Linked DNA regions of Mus musculus: regions 1, 3, 4, 5, 6 and 7 are each linked to region 2. A link is a contact called in public Hi-C, HiChIP or PLAC-seq and promoter capture Hi-C data. All regions are on one chromosome and are shown on one strand. The core of a region is the stretch at or near the end of the contact, and the rest is flanking DNA. Distances in the headings are between cores, read along the strand shown.

Region 1 (3,041 bases), core at 288-2,787, 3.0 Mb after region 2:
TAAGTAGTCAGTCTCACACAAGCTCAGGGTGAGCCATCCTGACTCTGCCCCAGTGTGGCCAGGATCACCACCGCCCTCCCCACCGCACAATCTCAGACCCAAGGGGCCATGCTCCATATGCAGCTTCCCACAGCTCAGCCGCAGCCATCTGCCACTCGAGCTGTCCCCGGCACTCACAGGAGCCCCAAGAGAGCTTCACTAGTCCACAGCAGGCTTGCCCCACACTCACGTGTGTGCACGTATACACACACACACACCTAAGTAAACCTCAGCTTGCAGACACAGTCACCCACATACCCACACACAGCCAACAGTTAGTCAGTGACAGTCACATATCACTGACACAATTCCACACACTCCACCCCCACTGCCACGCAACACCTAGATCCAACCCCATTCCCTGCCACACATGGCCATCTGTGTGAATCAACCACAAGTATACAGTTGACCCAGTATCTCAGTCACACATGCTCAGTGCTATGCACAGTCCGCATGTAACACACACACACACACACACACAGGAGACAGACAAGATCATCCACATTCACTCTGTCCCCATCACTGAGTAACATGGTAGCTCATTTCTTTTACACTCTTACCCACAATGTGACTCTTTCTTACTTTTAAAATATATATAATTTTATATATACATATGTATGTGTATATATATGTTGATACAGATTTTCTCTAATATATATACATATGTATGAATATGTATACATTGACACAGAATTTCTCTGTGTAGCCCTGGCTGTCTTCAGAGATCCGCCTGTCTCTGCCTCCCGAGTGCTGGGATTATAGGTGTGCATCATGATGCCTGGTCCCTAGTCAACTTTTTTCCCTTTATGTACTTATTGTGTGTGCAGAGGCACATGGATTGCCAAGAGAACAACTTGCAACTTAAGGGAGGAGTCCTTTCTCTCCTCCCACCTTTCGGATCCTGTGGATCAAACTTGAGAAATAGACAGTTTGGCATCAACACCTTTACTCTCCTTGCTGGCCCACGTTCCTTTTCTTTTTCTCCCTCCCTTTGGCATCTGTACCCACATCCGCCCTCCTTCTGTCTCTCTCCCTTGAGTACGAAGCCCAGGCTCGCTCGCCTCCAACTCCGCTCCTCCCGCCTCAGTTTCCACAGTGCGCCCTGCCTTACTCTCCCTCTCTTTGCACACCTCGCGCAGGCTCCCTTACCATGCATGTCTTGCACCCTCAGGCTGCAGCGGGGGACCCTCCGACAGCCGGCCAGCCCCTCCCCGCGGCCGCGGAGACCCTGCACCGGACTTCGCGTCACAAGGCCCCGCCCCGCCCGCAGCTGTTTTTCTACTCCGCTAGGGGCCGGGCGGGGCTCCGCGGGGACCCCGAGGCTCATCCCGGCCACCAGGTCCCTGGCTCCCTCCCTCCATCCCTGCGGCCCCCTCGGGAATCCCGAAGCAGCCGCCGCCGTCCCCCGTGCCCACCTGACGGCCGCCCGCCCGAGCCGCCTCGCTGCGCGGAGACCGGGCTGCTCCCGCTGCGCGGCCGCCGCCTTCCCGGAGGCTCCTGAGGGAGGTGGGGCAGGGCAAAGCCACGCCCCCGCAGGTGCGCAGGCCGCGCCCTCCGCCAGCACACATTGAGAAACCTGTGGTCTAGAGGCGGGGCGGGGCCGATGGAGGCAACGCACGCCCCCGCAGGCGCCCAGGCCACGCCCTCTGCCGCAGCATTCGGTGAAACCTGCGTTCCGAGAACTTCTGAAAACTTTATCTGGGGGCCTTCGAGAAGGCTCAGACAGTAAGGGTGCATGCTGCCAATCCTGAGGAGCTGAGTTCGATCCCTGAGACCTTCAGGGTGGACAGAGACGGACTCCCACATGTTGTTTTCTGACTTCTACATGTGTCCAGTCATACATACACAAATATGGAATAAACAGATGGCTCATCAGGTAAGAGTGCTGGCTGCTTTTGCAGAGGACCCAGGTTCGATTTCCAGAACCCACATGTCGGCTCAAAATCATCTGTAATTCCAGTTCCAGGGAGATCCAGCACTTTCTTCCAGGGCCTCCACAGACACACATAAAATAAAGATAAAAATCTCCAAAAAATATTGTTTTAATAATTACAACCTGAAGACCTTGCACAACTATTCCTGGCTGAGAAGATGGTAAGGGCGCTAGCTGCCAAGCTTGACAGCCTGAGTTTCATCTCCAAGAACCATGAAAACTGACTCCTGGGAATTATTCCGGAGTTGGTCAAGGAGAGCCTGGATGGATTCACATGCATGGATGGAACGTGGGCACCCACACACGTGCATTTGTGTATACATACGGACACATAAGTAAGAGGGGTTTTCTTTATTTTAAAGATTTATATTACTGTGCATTGGTGTTCTGCCTGTAGATCTGGGTGAGGGCATCAGATCCTCTGGAACTGGAGTTACAGACAATTGTGAGCCACCATGTGGGTGCTGGGAATTGAACTTGGGTCTTCTGGAAGACCTGAATTGATTAACATGAGCTAACAGTAGTGTGTGCACTGCTGGGAGTGGTACCCAGAGCCCTGTGAATACAAGGAAAAAGCATCTACTATTTAGCTCTCCCTGCCATATATATATTTATAGATATAGATATAGATGTGTGTGTGTGTGTTGATTTTATTAATTCTCTCTGCCCTCCTTTTCTGAGGCAGGGTCTCACTTAATTCTGAAAATACAGCCACTGTACCCTAGTTACCTTTATTTTATTGAGGGGGGATAGAGTCTCCCTATAAAGCTCAGCTGGGCTCAAACTTACAGTCCTGCCTCAGCCTCCTGAATAGCTCCCATGCTGCAGTATCTAAGAATCTCTTAATGTAGGCTCCTGGGTCTTTAATATTCTACAACGCGTGCCCTGTGTCTCTCTGGTCGTCTTCAAGGTCAAGACTGTAGAGTGGCATGATGCAGATGCGCAAAAAGTATTTACAGGATGAACGAAGCAAATTCTAGAAGTTATGAAAGGTCCCTGCAGTGCACGAAACCGCCACCAGATGGCACTGCGGGTCCACGGAGCCGCCTCGGTGTGCTCGCCCTCCAGA
Region 2 (2,875 bases), core at 208-2,707:
GCAATTTTCGGCTCTTCTCGCTTGCTTTGGGGGCGAGTTCCTGAAAGTCATTTACCCTTGAGTTAATTAATCGCCTTTCTAGCCCCACCCGTTCAGCTTATTCGCTAATTCCTATTCGCTCCGCTCAATGTATTTCGGCTACTTCCGCCTCCTCCCGGGATCCCTTCCCTGACTTCGGCTCTTTCCGGACTCTCGCCTCGCCCCCCCCCAGGGGGGGGCTTCTCCCATCCCGAAGCGCTTCGGCTATTTCCGGCTCTCCCGGCCTTCCCTAGCCCCGCCCCCACGACCACCCTTGGTCCTTTAGGTGGGTCTCTGATCCGCTCCGCGTTGCTGCAGTGACCTAGATCTTCCCTCGGCTCTTTCCGGCTTTTTTCAGAGTCTCGTTAATCTCAGCTGTGTTCGGCTCTTTCCGTGCCCTCTCCTCCGCCTCGCCCTTCCGCTTCGGCTCTTTTCGCCGACTTTCGGGCGGGCTGGCTCTGCCCTTCTCCACGTGACGCTCCTCCGGCCTCTCCGCTACCCCCTCCCTCCACGCCCTTCCTCCGGCTTCAGCCTCCGTGCTTGTCCCGGCTGTGCCGCCATTTTGTGTGAATTCCTGACCGCGGCGGGGGCCCGGCAGCTGGGGCATCTAGGGCGGGCAGACAGTCGGCCCATCTCCATAGCCCGATCCCTCTTCTCCCCGATTTTTTTTTAACCATCCCCCCTGCTCGCTCTCCTCTCCCCCCCTTTCCCTTCGCTTGCTCCGTCGCGCGCGGGCCCGCGCTAATTACACCCAACCACCCACCAGTGTCCGTGTCCCCCGGGTCTCAGGCCTTGGGGGGCCGCGTGTGTGTGTGCGTGCGTGTGTGGCGGAAGGGGACCTCTCGTCCCGATGAGGGTCCCGTGCCCGTGAGCGAGTGACCTCAGGGCCAGGCTGCGGAGAAAGCAGGCGGCGGGCGGCCTTGCCGGGGCCTAGGCCTCGCGGCCTACGTGGAAGTCGGCTCAGAGGTGACTCCGAAACCGAAAAAAAAAATACTCGATATCGATCTATGTATCTATATGCCCAGTTCCCATCAGGAGGCCCCGGAGCGCTGAAGTGTGCCCCTCCCGCCACGCCCAAGCAGTCCTTTTTGGTGCATTAACATCCCCTCCCCCTCAAAGGAACGATGGAGGCCGTGCCCGGGACCCCCCCGCCGCCGCCATCAGAGTCGCCACCGCCGCCATCGCCACCGCCGCCATCAACGCCTTCGCCTCCTCCGTGTTCCCCCGACGGCCGCGCGGCCACCCCGCACCTCCTCCACCACCGCCTCCCGCTCCCTGACGACAGGTCAGGCCCCCCGGCCTGGGCCGGGCAGCGTCCCCCGTGGGAGGGGGGGAGGAGGAGGAGGAAGGGGACGGCCGCCATGTTGGGCCGGGCCGCGGAGGAGGAGGAGGAGGAGGAGGAAGGGCGGGGTCGGTGGGTGTCTCTAGCTCGCTCGCTCTTTCTCGCTTCGCTTTCTCTCCCGGCCTCATGCGTTGCCCCCCCTCGCGGCGTTCGCCCGCTCTCCCTCGCTCTCGCTCTGTCTTTTTTTGGGCGCCATGCTGAGGGGAAGGTGAGGAGGCGCCCCCCGGACCCCCCGCGCCCGCCGGTCTGTCGGTCCGTCCGCCCGCCCGGGGCACGGGCCGCCAAGGGGGTGGGCTTGCCGAGGCCCATCAGCCTCCTCGGCCGCCCCTGCTCCGGGAGCTGGCCGTCAGCGGCCTGTCGCCTGGCTTCGGGGAAGGCTTTTGGGGGAGGGGCCCCCGGATTCTCTTGTTTTAGGGGCATCTCCAGCTTGCAGCTCCTCTCTTAAGGGGTTCGGAGTTGGGGGTCTTCCCAATCCCCTACAGTATCCTTTCTCCTGGGGGACGCATACCCTGTCCATTTTGGATAGGTACCCGAGTCTAACGGAGGCAGAAAAATGGGGGTTTGGATCAGCCTTCGCTCTTTCGTTCTAAGGAGGACTCCTTAGGATGGGGGCTCTGGTGCACTTTTAATTTTTTGGCGGGAGGTATTTTCTAGCTTCTCCCTAGAAGGCAGGCAGGTAACGGGTGCATTTCCAGCTCTTTTGATTAAATCCCCTGACCTTCTTTGGAAACCCTATTGGTTTTTTTTTTTTTTTTGGGGGGTCCCTCTCTTTTTGTAGGTAGGTGACAGTCAGTGGTGGAGGGTCCTTAGTTTTAAGGTTTTTGTTTTTTTGCGGGGGGGTTGTATGAAGGTTGCTTTTCCTGCATTGGATAGTAGAGGAAGTTGGCCACCGCTTTCTCCGGGCATCGCCCCCTCTTTGGGGCAAAACAGGGTGCAATCGCCCCCTTGGGAGCAAAGATCTCCCCCGTGTGCTTTGGCAGGACGTGAACTGTGGCGCCTCTTGTCCTCTAGTGCGAAATGGGTTCCCCACGCCCTTCTCTGGCGGGTGATAATGGGACCAGCCCTGCGTGTTTTGAGGATGAGAGGTTTGGGGCCATTTTTGCCCTGCTGGAGCCGAAAGATAAGGGGTACATAGTTTGCTGATTCCTGGGAGCTGGAGTGAGTAGGTTTGAAAATAGGTGGGTTTCAGGGAGCAGAAAAGCTAGTCTTGCAGGCGGGGGTGGGGGTAGGGTGGAGAATGCGCTAGACAGAAGCCTCGCTCGCAGCCGTCAGGGAACCGCAGAGGACCCCTTCAGACCATGGGTCTCAGCCCTTTCTCCCCACTCCCACCTCCTGTTCTCCCTTTCTCCTTCACAGACCCTCCTTTGCCTTTTAAAAGAAATGCCACCCACATTCAAAGACACAGGTGCAGCAGTTTGGTGAGCTTTTTTTACAATTTTTTTTTTCCTGTTTTGTTCTAATTAAATGTATCGTCCTGGGAATCGCAGCCCTTCGCAGTCAAGGAAATAAACAGAT
Region 3 (2,851 bases), core at 327-2,826, 3.2 Mb after region 2:
AAACTGGCATTTATGGCGGGCTCCCAGTGTATCATTTCCTGCAACCAAGTCCCCCCCACCACACCCCCACCCGTGCCCACATACATCAAAGCTACCAGCTGCCCACTCTGCTGCCCACAGCCTGGCAGTCGTGTCTGTCTGTTCCTGGACAAGCAGGTTAGCTTCCATAGAACACGGCCAGTGGGTGACCTCACTTCACAGGCTCCACCCAAGCAAAACACAATTCAGCTCAGAAATGGGATTAGCCTGTGTCCATCTCCCCAGCAACCTTTTCCCTTTCAAAGCCATCAAAGCCAATGCACTCCTCCAAGTGCCCGTCCAGTTCCACCTCCCCACCAACAGGCCTAGATCTTAGATCTTCCCATCTCCCAACATGTAAGTCACCTTCTGTTGAGTAGGGAATACTGCCGAGTCCTTCCCCAGGTAAACCCTGGTAAAAGCGGGCTCCGCGTTCTGCTGCCGAACCTTACTGCGGAATTCCTCGCACACAGGCAAACTGGCCACCTCGTCCTCTGCTTTACTACCTGCTGCCTCTGACCCTCCTTTCCCAGTCGGAGGGTTTACAAACTTCTGTACAGTCTGGGTTTATTTCCGTCCTCGTTTCAGCCAAAAGAGCAATGGCCATAGCCGGCTACGCTTTGCCTCCTGGTTTACAGACCAGCTGCTTCGCTCTCACCATCCCGTGGACTCAGGCACTTACCTTTCCCCCAATACTATAACCAGGCTCTCTTCATCTATCCCTGAGTGTACCATGAACTCAAAGGCTGGCTGCCAGCCTCCCAAACTCCCAAACAAGGTTAGGCTTTGAAAACCCAGTCCTGTGGACCTTTCCAGCTCTCCCGCCAACCCCTCTCTGCCTCCAGCTCTAACCTAGGCACCGTTGAAATCACCAATAAGTACCATTTGCCGCGGGCCACCTCCGTGGGGGTCGGCCCTATGGCGGTCCCACCCGCCTCTAGGCTCTCCCCCGCAACCCTCGCCAAAGCTACCGTGTCTCCAGGGGTCTTTGGGCTCCACCGCTCCAGACACGATGTCCTCGTCAGATGGGAACGTGACACGCTTGGCAGCAGCCTTAAGGCGGCCATCGGCCGGGGGCGAGGTCCCGGTAGGAGACTCAGCTTCGGCGGAGGCCTCCTCGGTCTCGGCCTCCGCGTCCGCGTCGGCGTCCGCGCCCGGCCCGGGCGGAGCCTCCTGCGGCGGGATCTCCATCGCCGCCGCCTCCTCCTCCTCACGGGGGCCCCGGGGACATGCCCCGGGCCCCGGACTCGTCTCTCCGGGTCCTCCCGCCGTTCCGGGGCATGGGCTTCGCCGCTGCCTCAAGCGCCGCCTCCGTCCGCTCCGTTCGTCGTCGTCGTCGTCGTCGTCGTCGCAGTCGCCGGGAGCCCCAACGCGCCTCCGCCGAGCTCCGCGAGTACCTGCTCTTCCGCAGCCACACTTTCGCTACAAGCCGAAGGGCCCGCTGCGTACCGAGAAAAGCATAGCACCGACTCAAGCTTTTGCTCTGAAAAAAAACCGTGTCGAGGACGACAGGAAGACCGGAACAAAGAACAGTAAGCTCCGCGGAAAAAAGAAACGTGACCGGCGAATCTGCAGAGCCAAACTGCAGAACACAGAGGCGGGGCCTATGAACGCTGTCTCCCGGAGCGCCGCGCATGCGCGAGTTCTAGCCGCCCCCTCCCGCCCCCCACAAGCCAAGCTGTCAACAGTCAGGCTCCCGCACATTCGTCACAAGCCCAAGTAATTCGGGAAAGGATTCAATACAAATCCTATAACCGCGGCCTGCGAGAGGGCTGTCAGCGGCTAAAGCCGTCTGAGTTCGTAAAAATAGAAGAATCGCCTCCACAAAATTGTCCTCTGATTTCTACGCGTCTACAAGAAATGAGTAACTTAAAATATAAAATACGGATCAGATATTAATTAAAAAACCACTTGCTGGACATGGTAGTGACTCGCCTTGTGAACCGAGCCTTGGAGAGGCTGAAGGAGGAGGTTGCGAATTCGAGGCTAGGCTGGATTACAAAGGGAGCCTCAGACAAGCAGGTGCTACAGCAGGAGACCCTGGTGGGGCTAAGCCAAGTACTGGGAGCAGGATAAAGTGATGGAGGTGCTGAGAGCTGAGAGCCAAGCTGAATATCGGATGAGTACGTACAAGTGACAGAAGCGACAGAAGAGCACACTTTAGCACAATTTTCGTCAAAATTGTATCAAATGTAAATTACAATATTAGACGAGTCTGCTAGGTATTCATGAACCTGCTATAAAAACAAAACAAAACAAAAACTGGGAGCAGGAATTCCAAAGGCTCGGGATGAACCAGCTGACCAAACCTGAGCGAGCCTAAGCCACACCTCCAAGGGGTCGATTCCAAAGCTCAGGATTCATCTGGGCACTTTCGCTTTTCCTTCTCAGCTCATTAAAGCCCACTGGCACAGGGACTGAAACCACAGAACGGGATTTGAGGAGGGTCGAGCACAGCATTGCCAAGTAGAGAGCTAGGCTGGAACTGGAGGGAGGCTCCAGTGTGAACTGATAACTGAGACCACTGCTAAGGGTAGCTGCTTTCCTCTTCACAGTTGGGGGTTAGCACACTTTGGAGACTGAGAAGTACCAAAAGCCCCTATAATTAATGCAAACCTTCAGTTACATTCTGAACTCCAAAAGGCATTAAGTGGGCTTTGTTTGGGGGGGGAGGGTTGGGTTTTGTTTGGTTTTACTGGTTCTCATGTAATCCAGGCTGCCCGCTGACTTGCCATGTAGGAAAGACAGGCTTTATCTCTGGCTCCTCCTGCCTCTACACCCCCTTCCCCACACCAAATGCTGGGATTACAGACTTGGGTCACTGTGCTTAGCT
Region 4 (2,894 bases), core at 262-2,761, 3.5 Mb before region 2:
GCTTTCAAAGATAAGTAGGGTGATACCCCCAACAACAACGATAAAATTAGGTAAGATTCCCGAAATCCCAGTTTTCCCTCCCTCCACACACACAAGGTATGAACTGAGATATAGAGAAGAAAACGGGGTGAGAATCTCTCTTCTCTCTCTCTCCCTCCCTCTTTCCTCTTCTCTCCTCTCCCCTCCCTTCTCTCCTTATGTTTGTTGACACCTTTCCTCTCTTCTCTTCTCTCTCTCTCCCTCCCTCCCTCTTTCCTCTTCTCTCCTCTCCCTTCCCTTCTCTCCTTATGTTTGTTGACACCTTTCCTCTCTTCTCTCTTCTCTTCTCTCTCCCTCCCTCCCTCCCTCTTTCCTCTTCTCTCCTCTCCCTTCCCTTCTCTCCTTATGTTTGTTGACACCTTTCCTCTCTTCTCTCTTCTCTTCTCTCTCCCTCCCTCCCTCCCTCTTTCCTCTTCTCTCCTCTCCCCTCCCTTCTCTCCTTATGTTTGTTGACACCTTTCCTCTCTTCTCTCTCTTCTCTTCTCTCTCCCTCCCTCCCTCTTTCCTCTTCTCTCCCTCCTCTCCTTATGTTTGCTGACACCTTTCCTCTCTTCTCTCTCTTCTCTTCTCTCTCCCTCCCTCCCTCCCTCCCTCCCTCTTTCCTCTTCTCTCCTCTCCCCTCCCTCCTCTCCTTATGTTTCATCCCAGCAGTTGGGAGGAGCAGAGGCAGATGAATCAGCCTGGTCTAAAGAGCGAGTTCCTGGACAGCCGGTGCTACAAGGAGAAACCCTGTCTCCAAAACAAACAAACAAACAAACCCACCCCTGGGGGTGAACCTGCTGGCAAGGTCTCTCCCTTATTAGTACCAAATCACTGGGATCTCAGATAAGTAAGTCACCTAGGAGATCCCCGGGCTGCCAACCCCTCCAGGACTCCCCTCTATGTATCCCTCCCCGGGGAGGTTCACGAATGGCGGTCGGAATCTACTGTCCGCGATTGAACCTGAGGAAAAAAAGCCCAGACAAGCGTGGCCAGAGTGATTAAAAAGGAAGTGATCCCATACCGGAAGCCTGGGACCCGCCGAGCATGGCTTGCGGGAGGGGAGAGGGTGGGGCCCGTGCTTGTGAACCCGGATCGGTGGTAACCACAGGACCCGACTCCATTATTTTGGTGAGAAAATGTGAGCCGAGCTGGTTGCCCTAGCTAAGAATCCACCGTCCATGGTTCCTGGGTTTTGCAGCCTAATTACGGAGAGCGTGGACTGGACGTCAGCACTACTTAGATATGGCGGCGTCGGTCTCACCAAAGTTTCTGCGCATGTGCGCCGACTCAGAAGCCTAGCTAGTACTTCAGAGGTCCGCCAGAAGACGGGCGTGGCGCTGTTTCTAAAAGTGCGCATGCTTTACCCGGCTCAAAGGGCGCCTCTCATCCTAGCGCTTGATTGGTTGGTGAGCACGCTGTTTTCATCTGCGCGTGCGTCTCTACCTCTGACCCGGAAGTTTTCGCTTTGCATAAAAGCGCTAGTCCGCTGCGCGCGGCCTCTTCCTGTCTGTATCAGGGCGGCGCGTGGTCCACGCCGAGCGACTGAGAAGCCCAGTCTGCGCCCTCAGGTGAGGCTGCGGAGGGACACGGAGTTCAGAAGAGGTGACCATGAGTGTTCTAAGGCACATCTGGGGGGCCGGAGGCCGAACCTGAAGCCTGGGCGTGACCGCTTGGATCTCACCGTTTCTCTGCGAAAAAGGGTGCCTAGGGAAACTCGGCACGGGCCGAGTTAGTCTTCGCCTCTTGTTTGCACTGTTTTGACTTCATACTTTGCACACACGGGACTCCAGGGAAATCACTTGGGTCATATACCATAAACATAAATCTAGGTTTGCTTAGTTTTGTGATGACTCTTTTGCTCAGTACACGTTCTAAGTGCACAACGGAAATCTGATGGGAGCTGATGAGTATACGGCTTCATGAACCATCATACTGTGGTCCATGTACCAGCTGATTAGCGGGGTGACTGCCGAGTTACTTTAGAATCCTGAGTGGTTTTCCTGGGTTTGGAGAGCTGTTCAAAGCTTTCTGGGTCTCCCCTTCATGTCCCAGTTTGCCACAAAGTGAGAGTTCGTCTGAAGAGTTTGGGGTCAGAGTGACTGCTCCAGCATGTCTAGGCAGTAACGGTTTCTTGCCATTCTCCTGTCCCCAGGATGACTGAGTGGGAAGCAGCCACACCAGCGGTGGCAGAGACCCCTGACATCAAGCTCTTTGGGAAATGGAGCACTGATGACGTGCAGATCAACGATATTTCTCTGCAGGTAAAAGGAACTTAATGATTGTTCTTTGTGATGATTTTTTTAATTGAGACCAGGTGTGGATGAGCTTCTAGTTCAGAAAAGGGCATAAAACAACCAGTGGATGTACAAGACAGGTAGAAGAGCAATAACTGGACAGCTACACCCACGCCTAATACAAACTGGCACTAAAAGATGTTAGAGTGTGGTTTTTATCCCGTATTTTTCTAATCGTGTGTCTCTTGAGACAGAGTCAGGGTCTTGCTGTGTAGCCCTTGCTGGCTGCCTGGAGCTCTTTGAGATCTTGCCTCTGTCTCCCATGTGCCACTACACCTGACTTGATGTCCCCTTTCGTTTGTATATTCAGTTAGTGGGTATCAATTGAAAAGATGGCTTTAGTCAACTGAACCATGTTGGCACCCTTGTCAAAAGCAGTTGGTAAGCTGCTATCAGCCTACAGCAAGAGGAATTTGAGTATGAGACCAGTTGGTGCTATGAATGTTCCCTGCTGCCCTCCCCTGAAAAATGTCAGTTGGCTATGGGTACTGTTATGGCTAAGTTAGTATGGGAGCTATTTGCTTTGCCCTCATAACCCATTTTGAGGTAATCTCATATAGCTGAGACTGGCCTGAAACC
Region 5 (2,942 bases), core at 260-2,759, 3.1 Mb after region 2:
AGATGCGAGGATTCGGCTTCTGTCGGCATTGATCAAATGCTACCACGCATTGGAGGCCTCGGTGATCCAGGAACAAAAACAGAGTCAGATGCCACAGGTGGTACGAATGTTCACCAAGAGGCAGAGTCAGGTGGGGGGACACAGAGTGACAGCCTAGGCTCTAGGTCCCGGGTCCTGCTCGGGCTCCATACCAGGGACCCCTCGTATGTCCGGCAGCAAGCGACAGCCAGCCACGATATCCAGGCGCTCGGCGAGCGCGCAGAGGTCCCCGCGCGCCAGGCGCACGCTGTGGGCGGCTGCCAGCCCGGTGGCCTGAGCAGCCGCCAGCCTCCCCGCCAGGGCGGCCACATCGCGACCCGCACGGCGGTACACGCCGCTCACCGCAGCCGCTACGTCGTGGTCCAGGCGCGTCTGGCTCTCAGCCAACCGGAGCTGCAGCAGCGAGCGCGCAGGCGCCATGGCAGGGGTCTCCTCCGTGCCCCAAGTCTCCGCCGGATCGCGCTGCACCACGAGCGGGGGCAGGTCGACCGGCACAACCGTGGGCTCGGGCTCAGGCTCCGAGTCGGTCTCCGCCGCCTCCCCGGCCACACGCAGCCCCGTGGGACGGCCGCGCGTAGGGCCCGAGGGACCCAGGTATAGTTCCTCCTCGGACGAGGATGCAGACAGCTCCGAGTCGGTCTCCGCAGCTTCCCCAGGTACCACTGTCCCCGGCCTTCTCCGCCGACCCTGGGATGACTCCATGGCACGGAGCTGGAGAAGAGGAATTGAGCGGACGTGAGGTCCCGAGTCCCAGCCCCTTCACCGCCATCCCCAGCGAGTCCTGACTTGGGCCTCAGTTTCCTCGTGTACACATGGGTTGGAATTGTGCACCTCTGTATCATTTGTGTGCACACCGGGGACATCAAGGACCGTCCAGGCAAAGCCTTAGAACTAGGTCACACGAGATGGCTCAGCTGGGAAAAGGCACTTGCAATCAAACCTGACGCCAAGAGTTCGAACCCAGGGACCCACATGGTGGAAGAAGCGAACTGAGGCCCGTACAGTTGTCCTCTGAGCTCTACACGCGTGCTAGAGACGCACGCGTATATATACATTAACTAATATAAAATAATAATAATGACTTTAATTCCCAGCACCGGAGGAGAGGCAGGAAGATCTCTGTGAGTTCGAGATCAGCCTGATCCTCAATAGTGCCAGGCCATCCAACATTACATACATAGTGAGAACTTGTCTCAAAATAATACTGACAATAATAAAGTAAGTTTTAAAAGCTTTGTAACCAAGAGTTCCCAGAGTCCCACCAGCACAGGCCACACCCTCCACTGTCCTCCTGGCCAGCGAGCACTTGGCCGCAATAGGCACCAGGGCAAACAGAAAGGACAGCCGCCCGAGGGGACCCTTAACAAGAGCCACCGACACCAGAGTCCCGGAAGGAAGGCCATACCGGGTCTCCGAGGCTCCGAGCCCAAGGGGTCCGCTGCCTGGCGGAAGTGAGCCGGTCTCTCGCAGCGTCACGTGAGCCGAGTTATGGCCAATAGGAAAGCGGTTAGACAAGTCGCTTCCGTAGTGTGGGTTTATTTATTTATTTGCTTATGTATTTAGGAAAATTCCGTTTGACGCGTAAATTTATTTTTTTTAATCTTGGACCCTCACAGGAATCAGAGACTCAGCCAATTGGATGTCCGAAGACTCGGGAGCAGGGAGGGAAGCGAAGAAAGGGCGGAAGATGTTAACAGCGCGGCCAAGGAAGGGGCTCGGTGGACCCGCCTCCTGGCTTTCAAGAAGCAGGCGGAGCTAAATAGGATCACCAATCAGATCGGGCCTACCTCCCGAGCTGACCAATGGGAGCCGGAAGCGTTGGCCAGGCGTGAGGGTCGCGAGGCGGCGTATGGCGGACGCGGTGCTATTCGAGTTTCTGCACACCGAGATGGTGGCGGAGCTGTGGGCCCCGGACCCGGACCCAGGCTCGGGGGTGAGCGGCACGCCGTGGCCTCGGGGTGGAGAAGTGGGGTGTGATCGAGCCTTATGGCAGGTCATTGCTGAGGCGGAGCGAGATGACTTGGGTCAAGGCGCTCAGTTCTAGGCCTCGTCCTGGGGCGCCGTTGATAATTAGGGTAATTGGCTGTTATTGGGCTCAGATGAGGGCTCGCCTCACCACCCACTTAGTATGCAACTCAACATCTTTAATCTTCCTATCCTTCCGTTTCCTCCTTAGAAAATGCACCCTCAACCATACCCGGTCTCATCTGTCCCCTCTGCCTGTGTGCTGGATAAAGTGCGTGCTGATCGCGCTACACCCCAGCACACAGTGAGTTTTTTAGTATGGATTTGCCCCTGTAATGAGTAAAGACCCCACCCGGTAATGTGGAAGGTGGCGCTGGGATCACTGAAATATTGTAATCAATAATAGTTACCACCACTTATGTGTTCCTTTGTGCCTTCCTGTGTGTCATACTCCCATCCACCTCCCATTGTCTTCCTTCTCATCCTAGGGAGGTCATGAAGAAGCTGCTTTGTGCAGAGGCACATGCTCTGGGAAGGAGGGAGCCTGCTTCCTCTCTGCTCTGTGTCACCTTGACTCTAATAAAGAGATTAAAATAGCTTTCTGTGAGCCTGCACAGATATGAGCTTGCCCAGGGCTCTCCTCGTAGCTCCTAACTGCTGCCACCGACTGTGTCCGTACTGGGGGCCCTACAGCTGAGGTAATAGAGTTAGTGGGAGTGTGGCCCGATCATCAGGTCTCAGGAGCCTCCCTGATTTTTTGGGAGGGTGGGGGTGGGGGGGTTCGAAACAGGGTTTCTCTGTGTAGCCCTGGCTGTCCTGGAACTCACTCTGTAGACCAGGCTAGCCTCAACTCAGAAATTCACCTGCCTCTGCCTCCCAAGTGCTGGGATTAAAGGCGTGTGCCACCACGCCCGGCTGCCTCCCTGATTTTATAGGCT
Region 6 (3,261 bases), core at 128-2,627, 3.4 Mb before region 2:
TCACTCTGGCCTTGCTTGCTCCAGCCCAAAGATTTATTTATTATTATTATATATTATATTATATATACAGTACACTGTAGCTGTCTCAGACACACCAGAAGAGGGCATCAGATTTCATTACGGATGGTTGTGAGCCACTATGTGATTGCTGGGGTTTGAACTCAGGACCTTTGGAAGAGCAGTCAGTGCTCTTAACTGCTGAGCCATCTCTCCAGGGCTACAGTGTACTCTTATACATAAATAATTCTTTTAAAGAAAAAGTCATCTACAAGTTTTGACCTTACCAGCAATCTACCTTCATCTCATTTTGCCTCAGTCCCAGGGGCCTTAGTCACCTTTTGAACATATATATACACAAATATACTTTCTCCTGAAGTTGCTTCTCCCTTTCTCTGACTTTATAGCATGTACCACAGGTCAGTCAACTGGTCCTCTACTGCCACAACGAAACATCCACCATGTTAAAGATGCCCTTCCCTTTAAAAAAAAATGTTTATTTATGTATCTCTGAGGAGGTCTATGTGTGTACATGCATGTGACTGCAGATGTGTGAGGAGTCCAAATGTGTAGATGTGTGCCTGTAATCACAATACTGAGACAGTGAAAGCAAGAGACACACAGGAGGGGGGGTGGTTAGGGGGAGGAGAAGGGAAGAGGAAGGGAGGGGAGAAAGAATAAAGAGGGAGGGAGGGAGAGAGAGAGAGAAAGGAGAAAAGAATAAGTGATGGTTGTAGCTTGACTGAAACTGTGAACTTGGAGGTCGGAGCAATATAACTTTGCATCTGTTGTTAAACTAGCCAGATTTTATGATGTGGAAATAAGAAAGATAATTAGAAAAGTGCTCATGGAGTATGTCTTCAGTAACCACAAGTTTGACACTTAAGGTAGAGTCTCCTTATGAGTCTCCCTTCCTTCTTCCAGTTCACCCCGAGCATCTCATTGCCCCTGGGCAGCCAGAGGAAGCTTAGGGTGCTTCAACCCTTCCAGACTCCCGGGGCTCCCTCTATCTCTCTTAGATTACCACTCTACCCGGTCTCTCCCTAACAGATCCTGAACACTCCAGCTCAGCCTCACTTCCAAGCAGTTGCACACGGAGTCCCTATTCATCCAACGGCTTTCTATACTGTTTTCCAGAAGTGGGAAACCCTCGGCATTACGCGTAGTGGGGGCGTTGGGACCTTAAAACTGACGTGAATCTACGATTCCCAGTAGCAAGGCAAAACACCAGAGGACGTGAATATGAGCCTACCGTCTCGCTCGCTCGGAGACTCAATGCCCAGGGACTTCAAGCCTGCAAGGACTAGGAAATGGAAAGCATCGGCTACAAGTGCCGTCCTCCCCATTACCCTTCCTCTCCGGTCCCAAGGAGGCGTGTACTAAGTGAAAGGACTCGGCTTATAGATCCCACCCATTTGGCGAGCAAAATAAAGTCACGACTCCGTTGCGCACACAGCCTGAGAAAAAGCTTTTTTTTTTTTTTTTTTTTTTTTTTTTTTTTTTTTTTTGAGAAAAAGCTTTTCATCTGGGTTGTGATTGGCTCAGAGTCTAGAGAGCCTCACAGTCTTGTGGTAAATGTAGTTTCCACCCGGCATCTGGTGAGCGAGGAGCGAGCTTTTGTTCTCCGTGGCATTGACTTAGCGGCATTGTAGAGAACGTAGAGAATGGAGCTAGGCAGAGGTGTCATACACCTTTAATCTCGGTGAGTTCGAGGCCAGCCTGGTTCACAAAGCAAGTTCCAGAACAGCCAGGGCTACACAGAGAAACTGTATTGAGGAAAAACAAAACCGAAACAAACAAACAAAAAATATGGCATGGATATAAATTAACTTCCGTTTAGGACTCTCCTTTTAGAGATTCCCCGCAAGTACCAGTGCCCTGAGATCCTTTTTCTTTGTTTGTTTGGTTGGTTGTTTTTTTTTTTTTTGTTTTTTTTTTGTTGTTGTTGTTGTTTTTGTTTTTGTTTTTCGAGACAGGGTTTCTCTGTATAGCCCTGGCTGTCCTGGAACTCACTATGTAGACCAGTTTGGCCTCGAACTCAGAAATCCGCCTGCCTCTGCCTCCCGAGTGCTGGGATTAAAGGCATGCGTCACCACTGTTCGGTGAGATCCTTTCTTTAATGACATGGAGTGCCCTTCTAATTTAGCGGATTCTGACCCAAAGTTATTAGCATATTTGAAGAGCTTACTAGTACTTCAATTTCACCCGCGGGGCTCCTCTGCCACTTACTGAGTCTGAACTCCCCCTTGACTTGAGCACCCAGGCCTCGATGAGACTCCTGGGGATTCTGAGCTCACTTAGAAGCTGCTGTGATTTGTAGTCTGGTGGTGAATTTTCTGGGTGGCTTGATACTGACTGTGTATACCAGGATAGCTTAGAACTCACAGAGATCTATCTACCTGACCCTGTCTTCTGAGTAATGGGGTTAAAGGCATGAAGGCATGAGCCACCATGCCTGAGAAAAATAATATTAATTTTACATTTATTTGTATGTGCCTGCCATGAGATTTATGTGGAGGTCAAAGGACAACCACAGTAGCCAGTCCCAGGTACTGAGCTCTGATCACTGGGCTTGGTAGCAATCTCACCAGCAAGGGTACTGAGGGTTTAAACTCAGGTCTGTATACGTACACGCAAGCGCTCTTAACCCACTGAACCATCTTCCTAGCCTCGTAACCTTCCTTTTGAGAGATGATATAGCAGGGAGAGAAGTTTCAGAAAATAAGAAAGTCCAAGGTACCAGAAAAAACATACTAGGCAGGCATCCAAAAGAAAATAGACTAGGGGGGGGGGAGAGAGAAAAGGAAACGTTGTAACTTTCAGATACACTTTACTGACCCTGTGGTAGCTTGTGGAGATCATCTCTCTTGGCTTTCTTTCTTTCTTTCTTTCTTTCTTTCTTTCTTTCTTTCTTTCTGTCTGTCTGTCTGTCTGTCTGTCTGTCTGTCTGTCTTTCTCTCTCTCTCTCTCTCGCCCTTCCTTCCTTCCTTCCTTTCTCATATACCACTGAGCTACACCCCTAGCTAGCCCTCTATACTTCTTGAGACAAGATTTTACGGAGTTGCCTAGCTTGGCTTTGAACTTACTATGTAGCCGAGACTGTGAACTTGTAATCCTCCTGCCTCAGTCTCTGGAGAAGCTGGGCTTGCATGCCAATGTCACCACTAGACCTGCTGTGGCTATTTTGTTGCACTTGCTTTCCTATTTTAAAGGTTTGTATATAGCATGTGCCTGCATGAATTTATGAGCACCACCTGTATACAG
Region 7 (2,879 bases), core at 134-2,633, 3.3 Mb after region 2:
GAAAATGTATACCCCACTTTTAAGAGCAACTAAGAAATCAACTTTTTATTGTGTGTGTGTGTGTGTGTGTGTGTGTGTGTGTGTGTACCCTTGGAGGTCAGAGTTCTAGAGGGAATTGGCTCTCTCCTTCCACTATGTTGGTCTCAGAGTTAAGTCTTCAAGCTTTATGATAAGCACCTTTACCCACTAAGCCATCAATCCTCTTATAGTTAGGGGAAATCAAGGCCTAAAGAGTATATAAAACAGCTGCTCAGGGCTATTGAATCTCAGAGAGGTCTCAGAACCGCCTCAGCCTCAACCCACCAGCAGAAGAGATCTAGGGCTAGAATAGAGTCCACAGAGGAGCAGAAAAAGCGGCACCACAGCAAGTCCTTGCTCCATACCTGTCAGCAATGTGACCAACAGCACGGCCCACAGAGCCTTCATCTTCGCAATTGTGATTGGCCAGTCTGCGGAGGGAAAAATTGTCTTTGAACACCAGGGGGCGGGGGTGGAGGGACTCCGGCCACCCAGAGAACCCCATCTTCCCTTCTCAGATCTGTGAGCCATCACAAACATCTCCAAAACAGAGCACCCGCTCTTCCCAAAGGTCTGTTTACCTCCCCTTGCCGAGTTCGCTATCTCGGCACCCCGGGGTGGATCCGCTGCCAAAAATTCCAGCTCCCTCTCCTAGGGTTCAAATTCCACTTCACAGAGGGCCAGCGGGTGGTCCAGCTTACATTCCTCTTTCTTCCCGGCTAAGTCCTGCTTTCCATTTTGTGTTAATTTAACACGATTTTTAATCGTCCTCCATCCCTGCGAAGTGGTACCCTCCCACAACTACAGAACTTAGGGAGCTCAGCCATGAGGAGCCACAGTTTGAAACCAGTCCGGGTTACTTGGGGACTGTGATGGAAATCAGTAGGTATTTATATAAAAGCAGCCTAAGGCTCATCCCGAGTTTTTTCGCCATAGGATGGTTCCTAGTTGAGCCGGTACGCCGTGCACCGACAGTCCCGTACTCCTTCCTGGAGGTAACCCCTCCACCTGCTCTGACTCTGGCAAAGGCTAGTTACCTCGAGTCCTTAGTTTGTCCCCCAAGACTTCTATCGTGCTGCCTGCTTTTCCAATTCTTGTGCCTGTTTCCTGGACTCCGGGGGATCTCAAGGTTCCCAGCCCACATCCTACCAAGGTCCCTGGGTGAATCCCCAGCCCAGCTTGTCTTACCAGCTCCTTCCGAAACAAGTCCTTAGCCTCCAGGGTCTGAGCAGGGGATCGGATCCCAGACCGGTCCAATTATAGGACTCCCCCTGTCCCGCCCCCTCCTCAGGGCTAGGGCGGGCTGTGCCAGCCCCCTGTCACGAGGCGGGTTGTTCTCTCCCCCTTCACAGCAGGGCAGAGGAAAGAGGTGGAGTTTGGATGCCTTGTGACCCCCCGCTCCCCTCCCCCGCCAACAAAGGGAGCGGACACCTCATTGAATAATCCAGGCCTTGGTACTGGGGCACTGAGAACCGCTCCTTCCCTTTCCCCGCGGGGTCTGGTGCATTGTAAAGAAAAGAGCTGGCAGCCTAAATGGAAATGGGTGGGTGGGGGCTAAGAGGCTCAGCTTCTGGGGTGAAGATCGTTGTTCTGGGATCCCTCGTTGTTGATTCCTCCACCACAGGTGAACTCTTTCCATTCCAAGGCTGGGACGTGCTCCAGTTCCTTCAGGAGCTGTTCAGTGGTGGCTCCCGATGGGTTTGAAGCCATACATTAAGCCAAGCCCTGGGAAACCAAGCGTTGATGCTCCTGATCTGTTTCTGGCGATTGCCAGATGTGTCACCTTGGGAGGGAAGAGCTACCCCTACAGAGCACATTTTAAAAAGTTGTTTTGAGATAAGATTCTCAGGCTGCCCTCTAACCCACAAAGGTCCTTCTGCCTCTGCTGTAGCATGCTGGGACTGCAGGTGTGCACCCCTGCATGTGCATTTTCCACTCTCAAGCCACTTCTCTTTTCTTTTTCCTCATAAAAGCAGAAGAGCAGGAGCTGGAGAGATGACTCAGAGGTTAGGAGCACTGACTGCATTTCACAGGACCTAGGTTCAAAATCGCAGCACCCACACAGCAGCTCACAACTGTAACACCAAGATCTGCTACCCTCACGAAGGCATACATGCAGGCAAAACACTAATGCACATAAAAAAAAAAAAAAAAAAAAAAAAAGACAAGCCATAAGTCATTCACTGGAACATGGGTCTATAGTGCTAGCCATATGCAAAGCTGAGGCAGGAAGATCCCGAGCTCAGGTAATAGAATGAAGTCCTGGCTAAAAAGTGGAAAAGCCAGCTGGGCGTGGTGGCACATGCCTTTAATCCCATAATCCCAGCACTTGGAGGCAGAGGCAGGTGAATTTCTGAGTTGGAGGCCAGCCTGGTCTACAAAGTGAGTTCCAGGACCGACAGGACTACACAGAGAAACCCTGTCTTGAAAAACAAAAAAAAACCCAACAACAACAAAACCCCCAAAAAGTGGGAAAGCCATTGTACCTGGGAAGTCAGGTAGGACAAGGGGCTCAGAGACCACAGCAAGCTTGCTAGAAGCACTGCCTGCACAAGGTTCCCTGTTCCCAGCTGTTGATGGCAGGAGAGAAGCCACATAGCAGTGTTTGGCACCAGACACGGCAAAACATGATTCTGCAGGATGGGCAGAGGCGGAACACCTGGCTCCAAGGGTACGTACAGGGTGCCTGGCCAGGCCCAGGCCTGTTAGCTTTGGCTTCAGAAAACACTGGCAAGGACTGGGTGTGGTGAGATGATTTTCATGGGTTGCTAAGGGCCAGCTCCCATCTCCAGCCCAGGCAGTAGAGAGGGTCTTAGTGCTGCGGTCTAGGACACTGACCAGTTCATCGTGAGTCTTTGCTT

What was found. Promoter capture Hi-C pulls out the DNA fragments that hold promoters and counts their contacts. Hi-C and Micro-C count contacts between places; a contact is called where the count stands out from the background. HiChIP or PLAC-seq counts read pairs in DNA pulled down with a chosen protein or histone mark.
Region 1: a contact with region 2 is called in an H3K27ac HiChIP or PLAC-seq map of stem cell-derived neural progenitor cells, with 8 times the contacts expected there. The contact joins the promoter of Klc3 here to the promoter of Zc3h4 in region 2. A contact is called at or near these places in 1 of 39 promoter capture datasets (maxillary cranial neural crest) and 2 of 115 datasets of contacts at active chromatin or transcription factors (large pre-B cells and stem cell-derived neural progenitor cells).
Region 3: a promoter capture Hi-C map of maxillary cranial neural crest shows a contact between it and region 2. The contact joins the promoter of Ppp1r37 here to the promoter of Zc3h4 in region 2. A contact is called at or near these places in 2 of 39 promoter capture datasets (cranial neural crest and maxillary cranial neural crest) and 1 of 484 Hi-C or Micro-C datasets (B cells).
Region 4: a contact with region 2 is called in a promoter capture Hi-C map of the HPC-7 cell line. The contact joins the promoter of Rps5 here to the promoter of Zc3h4 in region 2. A contact is called at or near these places in 2 of 39 promoter capture datasets (the HPC-7 cell line and cranial neural crest).
Region 5: a Hi-C map of B cells shows a contact between it and region 2, with 6 read pairs. The contact joins the promoter of Bloc1s3 here to the promoter of Zc3h4 in region 2. A contact is called at or near these places in 1 of 39 promoter capture datasets (cranial neural crest) and 1 of 484 Hi-C or Micro-C datasets (B cells).
Region 6: a contact with region 2 is called in a promoter capture Hi-C map of pre-B cells, with 5 times the contacts expected there. The contact joins the promoter of 1810019N24Rik here to the promoter of Zc3h4 in region 2. A contact is called at or near these places in 1 of 39 promoter capture datasets (pre-B cells) and 1 of 484 Hi-C or Micro-C datasets (embryonic retina).
Region 7: a promoter capture Hi-C map of liver shows a contact between it and region 2, with 2.3 times the contacts expected there. The contact joins the promoter of Apoe here to the promoter of Zc3h4 in region 2. A contact is called at or near these places in 2 of 39 promoter capture datasets (cranial neural crest and liver).

What each region holds. Positions count from the first base shown.
Region 1 is chr7:19,402,567-19,405,607 of GRCm38.p6, forward strand. Klc3 (kinesin light chain 3) reads right to left here and starts at 1,538. Exons shown (of 13, transcript NM_001286039.1): 1 at 1,455-1,538.
Region 2 is chr7:16,399,739-16,402,613 of GRCm38.p6, forward strand. It overlaps Zc3h4 (zinc finger CCCH-type containing 4), which reads left to right and starts at 1,458. Exons shown (of 14, transcript NM_198631.2): 1 at 1,458-1,568. The coding sequence starts at 1,555.
Region 3 is chr7:19,560,822-19,563,672 of GRCm38.p6, forward strand. It overlaps Ppp1r37 (protein phosphatase 1, regulatory subunit 37), which reads right to left and starts at 1,577. Exons shown (of 13, transcript NM_199149.3): 1 at 990-1,577. The coding sequence starts at 1,209.
Region 4 is chr7:12,920,800-12,923,693 of GRCm38.p6, forward strand. Rps5 (ribosomal protein S5) reads left to right here and starts at 1,512. Exons shown (of 6, transcript NM_009095.2): 1 at 1,512-1,589; 2 at 2,174-2,282. The coding sequence starts at 2,175.
Region 5 is chr7:19,506,861-19,509,802 of GRCm38.p6, forward strand. Bloc1s3 (biogenesis of lysosomal organelles complex-1, subunit 3) reads right to left here and starts at 1,510. Exons shown (of 2, transcript NM_177692.4): 1 at 1,445-1,510; 2 at 1-750. The coding sequence starts at 741. The coding sequence ends at 154. It overlaps Trappc6a (trafficking protein particle complex 6A), which reads left to right and starts at 1,810. Exons shown (of 6, transcript NM_025960.4): 1 at 1,810-1,972. The coding sequence starts at 1,889.
Region 6 is chr7:12,960,440-12,963,700 of GRCm38.p6, forward strand. 1810019N24Rik (RIKEN cDNA 1810019N24 gene) reads right to left here and starts at 1,378. Exons shown (of 2, transcript NR_166501.1): 1 at 1,250-1,378. Gm29638 (a long non-coding RNA gene) reads left to right here. Exons shown (of 2, transcript XR_391162.4): 2 at 1,048-1,448.
Region 7 is chr7:19,697,805-19,700,683 of GRCm38.p6, forward strand. Apoe (apolipoprotein E) reads right to left here and starts at 1,384. Exons shown (of 4, transcript NM_009696.4): 1 at 1,207-1,384; 2 at 384-449. The coding sequence starts at 426.